Regions from separate parts of the Mus musculus genome. Here region 2 is linked to region 1. The links are chromatin contacts, called in public Hi-C maps. All regions are on one chromosome and are shown on one strand. The core of a region is the stretch at or near the end of the contact, and the rest is flanking DNA. Distances in the headings are between cores, read along the strand shown.

The links. Hi-C and Micro-C count contacts between places; a contact is called where the count stands out from the background.
Region 2: a Hi-C map of uterus shows a contact between it and region 1, with 3 times the contacts expected there. The contact joins two enhancer-like sites. A contact is called at or near these places in 1 of 39 promoter capture datasets (hippocampal neurons), 9 of 484 Hi-C or Micro-C datasets (muscle stem cells, myocytes, nephron progenitors and 2 more) and 1 of 115 datasets of contacts at active chromatin or transcription factors (fibro-adipogenic progenitors).

What each region holds. Positions count from the first base shown.
Region 1 is chr7:36,068,719-36,072,884 of GRCm38.p6, forward strand. No RefSeq gene overlaps it. Among named protein-coding and RNA genes, the nearest start is that of Gm38991, 5.5 kb to the right of the region's middle. Within about 2 kb of position 1,278, at least 2 of the 459 cell types and tissues checked have an H3K27ac peak or open chromatin away from gene starts, as enhancers often do. A contact at or near this core is called in uterus, where this site is marked.
Region 2 is chr7:36,309,565-36,313,855 of GRCm38.p6, forward strand. No RefSeq gene overlaps it. Among named protein-coding and RNA genes, the nearest start is that of Gm46016, 140 kb to the left of the region's middle. Within about 2 kb of position 1,402, at least 17 of the 459 cell types and tissues checked have an H3K27ac peak or open chromatin away from gene starts, as enhancers often do. A contact at or near this core is called in uterus, where this site is marked.

The sequences.
Region 1 (4,166 bases), core at 28-2,527:
TAGCAGATCCAGGAAGCCCAGATCCTAGCCTTGACCTTGCCACTTCTCAGCCATTTCCTCCCCTGTGGCTGAGTACTGTCTGTGTATGGTGAACCTGAGATGGGATGCACACACTACTCTTTCTACACCCACCGTGAGGCAGCCTTACCGGAGCACACGGTACCTGAACTTGGGTTTTTAGCTGGGACTGAACCGTGTGGTGCCCTGAACTTGAAGGGACTGTTGTGAAGGCCACAGCTGGCAAGCGTTTGGTGGCGTGTGAGTGGCTTCAGAAGAGCATCTAATCCAAGCTGTCCCGACTGCTGCTGGAATCCATATGACAGTCCCAGAGTCTGTTCATTGCGCTTAAGGGGAAATAAATACTAATTGGGCATTGAGAGCATTGGTGGGGACAAAGGCTGTCTTAGAGCAGAATCCGTGAAAGGGTCTTCATTCAGACCACAGAAGGTTTGGAGGAGGTCAGCTTTGATGCCCCCCTGGGGGATGAACAGGACCAGGTAATGAAAAGATTCTCTGAATGAGAAGCTTTGGGTGGCAGGCTTAGGGCTGTAAAGGTACCCCAAGAACAGAGCTGAGAACTCAGAATCCAACAGAGGAAATGACGGCTGTGCAGGATGGGGTGATGTGATTCTTAGTGAAGTCCCTCTTACTATCAAGAGAAAGGTGGAGGCTCTCTCTCTCTCTCTCTCTCTCTCTCTCTCTCTCTCTCTTTCTCTCTCTGCTAAGGACCATGGCTTTAGATAATTACACAGGTGAGGCTGGTGTGCACATTGTAGGCCAGTTGGAGGTGGGGTACACTTGGGCCACCCTCCCTGTGTTCCCCCTGAATCCCATCAGAGCCTCTAGGAGATGAGACTAAAGCTGGGAGAGCCAGGCACAAGATAGACCGGGCATGTCATTGGAAGCTCAGGTCTACACCATCTCTGCTTTGTCTTCTGCTTCCCGTACGAACATTTGTTCCCCAACACCTCAAGGTCTGATACCTAAGTTACTCTGCAGCCAGTGTCATTTAGAGCTCCTGGATTTTCTTGTCCCGTATTAACGGAAATGTATTTTTATTTACATCTTACCCCAACTGCCTCTCCCACACTCGCTTACACAGATACTCTGACAAAGTTCTGGCATCTCTTAAGGGAGAGGCTACTCATTACTCTGTCAGAGGTTATTTGACATCAGTGCTTTTACGAGCCTTCTAAAACAAACCAGGTACTTGCTTTAGGGCTGCAGACTAGGCCAGGGATAGAGTGCTTGCTTAGAGAGCACTCCCAAATTCCTGGGTCCCATGCACAGTGTATAATAGACAAACAATAACAATGACCACAGCTCAAACTGGGGCCTGGTTCCTAACATGTGGCCCCGATTTCAAAGCAAACGTTGTATTCTAAAATGCTAGGGCTGAGTTGGGGCTTGAGGTTTTTTTTTTTTTTTTTTTTTTTCAAGACATGCCAGAGAGTTAGGGCATTTTTGGAAATGCTAGAATGTTTGCTTACTGCTCTGAGCTCCAACCACTGGGTTTACCCATTTTCCTCACTAGCAAATGAAGCATGACAATGAAAAGCGGCCCCAGATTGTTCTGCCTGGAAGGATTCTCATATTTACTTGGTCATCTTCTGTCTGTACGGCTGGCCGCAATCTCCTTAAAGAGCCTTGTTCAGATCTGTCTGGAGTGAATCTTCCTGCTGCACATAACCGAGAGAGCAGCAAGAGGGGCCTGGCGAACGCCAGGCTTGTTATTCTTGTGCACACACCTGCAGTTTCTCTCCATCCAGGTTTGGGGTGAATGCAATTGCCTTAAGAACTGGCAGAGTTTCTTTAGGAATAAAACAAGGGGGGAAAAATCCAAGTTGCCTCATCAGAAATTACCTTCCTGGTAGAAAACCTAAACGCAAGAGGATGGATAAAAATAGATTTTTTTTTTTCTTAAATGCCAGGGAAGAGAGCTAGAAGCGCTTTGGCAGATCGGGATCTGTGGACAGACCTGCGCCAGGTTCTTAAGTTAATAAATATTCATTTTGAGGGTTTTTTTTTGGGGGGGAAAGGAGGCAAGTTCTAGGCATAGAGCCCTTGTTGGAGAAGTAACATCTATTTGTACAGCATTTTTGGTTCTTAAGAATAAGGTTCTCTCTCTCTCTTTTTTAAACTCCTCCCTAACAATTCACACCTCCAGCAGGCTAGCTGCTTGGAAGATAGATTCAAACACAGCGTCTTCTCAGTTGTAGCAAGCCAAGCCAGGTATAAAAGCCACATTTTATCTCCGTCTCAGCCACCTTTCTCTACAGCCACCCCTACCCCCCTTTATTCTGGACATGCAGCGAAAGCTTCATTCAATATTGATTGTGCTTTGATACATTAAAATCAAGAGTGAGTCGGGGCTCTTACATAAAAGGTGTATAGATACCATTCACACCGTTTTGACCAGAACAGTCAATATTTTAAAAGGATTTCATTTCCCTTCCAAGCCTGCAGGCAGTCTAATTCTCTACGAAGGGAAGGCACGGCCAGTTGGTGCGAAATGATTCCTCCCGAGGTGTCTAAGAGGAGGGTGGTATTATTAGTTTTCTTTTTCTTAAAAAAAAAAACAAAACTATTTTCTACTTGTATACAATTTAGCAAATTTGGAGCTTGGAAAAGAAGCCTCAAATACTTTCCCTTCATTTGGTGGGGAATAACACTTTGAATGACTAAAATAAAATAGAATAAAAGCATTTTCATAACAAATAATTCAAGGCAGAGCAGTAGAGATATTTCAAAGAAAAGATTCCACCTAAATGTTTTGAAAAGACAAAAAGAAGAGCGAGTGAGAGAGAGAGAGAGAGAGAGAGAGAGAGAGAGAGTGCCTAGTTGCAGTTGCTTTGACAGAGTTCAGGCATGAACGTGCTTTCATTCCGTTGCATGATTTCGATAAAATTAGGTTAAAGAAATGTTCATTTGGAAACAGTGCTTCGTCATATTATTCCCAACACACGTCTAGCAAATATATGAATCCCGCATTCATCTGCGCGAAGTTCCAGACCTTAATGAATGGTTTAGACAGCATTGTCATCAATTTTCCGCAGGTGCAGCTGGAGCAATCAGTCAATTCAATCAAAAGCCTCCGTCAAGTTGCGTGGCGCTGTCATTTTTTTCATTCTGAAATTGAAAAAGAAATAAAAGAAGAAGAAGAAATAAGAGAAAAAAGAAAAAAGAAAAAAATGCAAGCAAGCCAACCGCGGTTCCTGGCTTGCATTTACATTCTCCCGCCTTTGGGTGGCGCTTTTGAGCAGCGCTTTGCCGCCTGCCTCGCTGCAGAGCTGACTTTCTCTTTTTCTTTCTTTTTCCTCCAACACCCCCCCCCCGCAACTTTATACTAATATAATATTTCTTTAGTGATGCTATGGAGATGAAATCGCTCTGTGTGTTTTAACACGCATTCCAACAACCTCTTAAGGCAAAAAAGTAAATTCATGCAGATGAGTTATAGAAAGTTGAAAAGATGCTATGGGAGCGGCTGCCATGGGTCCCCGGGGGTGCAGGGACACACTCTTGATTGCTTCTGAGGTTGTCAGACCTCCAACTTTCTCAGCCCTTCTTCCCCTGCCCGCCTGTGCAGTCCAGAACAATTCGGGGGTCGGGAGAAGTGGGCGGAGGGGGCAACTTCGCAGCTAGATCTTCTGGTTCCTTTTGAATCCACCTGAGTTTACTTTCCCTTAGCTTCAGACGGCCTTTGGGAATCCTAGGGTGGGGTCAGGAGTTGTGCTGGTATCAGGAGGGGCACGTATTTGTATTTCTGGCTGTCCCTGGGTTGGTGTCTTTTTCTTCCTGTAAACTCAGTAATCATAGTGCCATCATACCCTGCCACTTTGCATTAAAGGACCCAGGAAAGATGACATCAAGTAAAGCTTTGATTTTTCTTTTCAATCTCATTGAAAAATAACCTTGTTTCCTACTGTGATTAATATTAGGATTCAACAGTAGCAGAGATAGAAGGAACCCAGATAGATCTTCTGCACACACACCTCAGACGGACGCTCCTGCTTTCGCTCACCCAAGAGTGCTAACAGGCGCTTCTAAATCTTTAAAATGTATGGACAGACAGCACTTAGCATCCGCTTCCTCAAGGAGAATAGAGTTAACCTTTGTAGTTTGCCAAAAGTCGGCAAGTTTTCCTTTGCCATTTGTTTCAGTAG
Region 2 (4,291 bases), core at 152-2,651, 240 kb after region 1:
TAATGAGCACAGGGCAGGGAGGGAATGGAGCTGTACGAGGTTGAGCCACGTAGCTTCTTTTAAAAGGCCTTATGAGAAAACTGTCACAAATTAGGAACTTCCCAGAGGTTTCAGATCTTGGGACGGAGCCCTCACTTCCTACTACCCTTGGAGCGGAAGGGCTGGAGAGGTAGGCAGCAGGGTTCTACAGAATAGGACCATGACTAAAGGTTCTGTTTCCTCTTAAGCTAGTATTTAAGAGAGGCGATCAGCAGAGCTGGCGCCACGAGGCCAGCAGGGTGGATGTTAAACTGGACCCCAGTCCTCTAATGCACTGCGTGGGTGAAGAACCTCAGAGACAGAGTGCCCTGGGAAGGTCCCTGTGTCTCTCTTGTGGCTTCACTATGGAGGAAAGGCTGGCTGGGCATGTTCACATGACTGCTCACTGTGTCCAAAGTTACTCCAGGAACACAACTATCTTGGAAACATCCTGTCCAACTAAATGGTCAAAGCCAGGTCATGGGGTTGGAGAAGCATCAAGCTGAGGGAATGTGTAGTTGATCCTGTTTCTCTGATGCATATTTATGAATTACATATACATGCTTGGCAAAGGAGGAATTGTTGAAGTTGCATAATACATTCATACTTTACATATGTACTCATGGTCCATCCTCTATATTAGCATGTAAAAAGTCTTGTGCTGAGGGTTGATTATGCAAGGCCATACTGCCTCCTCTCTAAGGGATTGTTAGGAGCCATCCTGAGTCAGCAGCATCTTGGTCTGGCTCCTGACTTTGTGTGAGTCAATTCTAATGTTACTCTGATGAGGCCTGGCTTCAGCTGTGGGAACAGAGGAGCGGAACACAGGGAGGGGAGGACTCTGTCCCAGGGGATGGAGCCCAGGCTGATGCTGCAGGCCCTAGCCCAGCCTCCTCTTCATGAGCTCTCTCATTACTATCCTGTCTCTGCATTAGGCTCATTGAGGAGGGCTGCTCTGGCTCTCTCTTCTTGGAAGTCTTGGTTCATACAGCTCAGAGCAGTATCTCTTGTCTCTGCCCAGATGAACCTGTGTCAGCGGGAACATGTGGAGCTAACCCAGGCTTCCTACCCTTGGGGCATTGCACTTGCCCTGGTTTGTACCTGTTGTGCATTCTGCCAGGAATAACCACATCTGTCACAGCACATGTGTGTGTGTGTGTGTGTGTGTGTGTGTGTGTGTTGGCATGGCAAATGATGTTGACATGTTTGCTCATCCTCCTTCCCCATCAGGCTGGAGGCAGCGGCTGCCCACAGAACAATAGCCCCGCAGGAGGGACATTTCATACACACACGCTGTGGTCAGAGTTAGGTGGATATGGACTGTGGAAGAGAATATCTACTCAGTTGGCTGGAAGCTGAACTTGATAATCAACATCAAGAGGGAATTGGCTCTTTTAAGACAAATGCTTCCAGATGCCAGGATCACTGGGTACTTCTACCCAGATGGGTCTGGGTGGAAGCCAGCAAGTCCTAGCAGTTGATAAATCCAGAAAGGTTGTTAATCAGGAACTAGCTAGCCAAGGCAGATTCCTGGAAGGTCAAGTGTATGCAAGGGTGATTTGACAGTGTATCGAGGATGCCAGGACCCCCTGGAATTAGGGATTTGTCACCATCTCCCCTGTGATTGTGCAGCTCAGGGCACCGTGCTTTCAGTTGAAGCCAGTGGGAACCTATATGCAGATATGGTACAGCCATGTGGGGGTGGGAAAGCCTCTGACAGAATCAGACGTTCTGTGGAGATTGTAACGGACTGCCTGCTTCCTGGTCGCTGGGAAGCGTTTATGGCCAGACACTGTGTTGACATGTCAGCTTCCAGCTCCAGCTGGAAGCATTTGAGGTAAATGAAAAGCAGGGAAAGTAGGTGGAATTGAACCTCTGGGAACCTTGAAGGGGACTTTTTGCTTGGAGTGTGATTTGGGACCCTTGAATATTTTATGCATTTAGGCAGAGGATCACATGCTGTATGGTGCTCTTCCACATCCTAGCATCAGAAGGGAATGGGCCATAAACCAATGTCCCAGTTCTTCAGGCCAGCCATAATCAATCTCGTGTGCTTCAAATCCAGAACAGTTGCCTAGTTTGAAGTGGTGAGACTCAGCCATCATTTAAATGGCCATAGTATATCCCTGCAAGCATTCCCTGTTTTTTCCTTACTCATAAGAGTTCCTTACCCACACAACAGCCAATGTGAATGGCAAATATAAGAAAGAGGGACCAATACCCTTGCTTGTGCCTTTCCAGTGACTTCCCATGGACATCAGGCCCAAACTCAAGTTCCTTAGCATCATGTGTCCTCTGTGAAGATGCTTTGCCCTCTTCTCTGGCCTCATCTACTGGGCATTGCAGCAACAGTGGGATCCTGGCTCCTCACACTGGTCAATTTGCTTCCTGCTAAGGATATTTATACTCATCCTGATTTCTGTCTAGAATGTTCTTCTCAGCATTAAGCTACCTTTTAAGATTCAACCAATAGCTCAAAATACTACCTATTGGAAGAGATCATTCAAAAAAAGCATATCTTGTCGCTTTCCTTGTCTTTGCCTTAATTCGGAAAGGCTACAGATAATTTTCTTAAATTATTGAATTGCAGTTTTAACTTGTCATTTATGTGACATTTATTAGTCTACAGACTACTGCTGTGCACAGTTGTTCAGTGTCATAGTGCCAGAACATAGATTCTTATCCTAAGTTAGCTATCACTATCAATGGAAACTAGATCGATAGATGAACAGGTGGGTGGATGAACAGGTGAACATGTGAGTAGACAGATAAATGAATAGATAGAGGTGAAGATGGCTGGCTGACTAAGAAGAGAAATGTGTGGCTGGATGGGCAAATAGGTATGCATTTGGATAGAGGGTAGATGTAAAAAATTGGCATATGGATGAAGAAGTAGGTGGGTTCAAGGATATATTATGAGTAGGTAACCATACCTGGATGCACAAGTATATCAGGGAGTGAGTGGATGGATGGATGGATGGATGGATGGATGGATGGATGGATGGATAAATGAATGATTAAGTAGATGAGTGGACCAGAAGATTGATGAATGGATAAGTAGTGAGCAGCTTGATGGATGAGTGGGTAGATGAATAAATGGATAGATGGATGGAAGGATGGATGGATTGATGGGTGGATGGATGGATAGATGGATAGATGGATGGATAGATGGATGGATGAACAGACAGTCAGGCAGATGGATGGATGAATGGAATACGGTTGGGTAAGTGGGTAAGTTGATAGGTGAATGAGCAATTCCAAACAACATAAGAAGAGTTCATGGTCTCAAGGTGGAGGATATGTCAATAGGATGTCTTGAGGAGGTCCACTAAAATATCCTAAGATCAGGTCAAGTCTTTGTTCCCTACCATGTTCTAAGTTTGAGAATGCCTATCAGGTTTCAGAACGGTATCCTACCCAAAGGCCTAACTGTGGTGAACTCATTGAATTATCTCCATCTTTTCATTCAGGAGACAGACAACCAGAAGTGAATTCTGGATAGACACATTTTATTAATGGTCTTTTTATTTCTAAAATAACATTGCAATGGAAACAACCATTTTTAAAAATATGCCATATTCTGCTGACTTGCATGATAATTTTGGAAAAAAATCTTTTATGGTAAAACCAAACAGTGGATTTTCAGGAGTCTGAATATCTTGTGCTAAGATATTGCTTAGGGCTCAGGACTCAGTGTGCTTATAAATTATATATTTTGACAAACACTAAGCAGGACATAGAGCTTCATAGAATAATATTAATTATTATGTGAAATGATTTCTTTTTGAAAAAAATTTTTTGATGACAAGCATAAAATTAAAAGGTCTTTGAGGAACATGTATTATTTGTTGAGGAGACTATCATAACTATACTCTCATCCCACCATTCTGAGATGATTCTTCTAGTCAGATAGTACTCCTGACCTCCATCTATACACTCTGAACTCCACCAGGTTATACAAGTTTACACAACCTCTCACCTACCCATTTACTCATCCATCTATCCACTAATGCATAAACCCATCCTTCTATCCAATACCCATTTATCCATCCATCTGACCACCCACCCACCCTCTAATCCATTCACCCACATTCCATCTATATATTCACCCACCCACGACCAATCTATCTACTCACCTCTGATCTATACACCCATGCACCCACACATCTGTAAGCCCATCAATCCACCCACTCATCCATCCATTCATCCATCCATTCATCCATCCAATCATCTACCCATCTACCTACCCACTCATCCTTCACCCTATCCACCC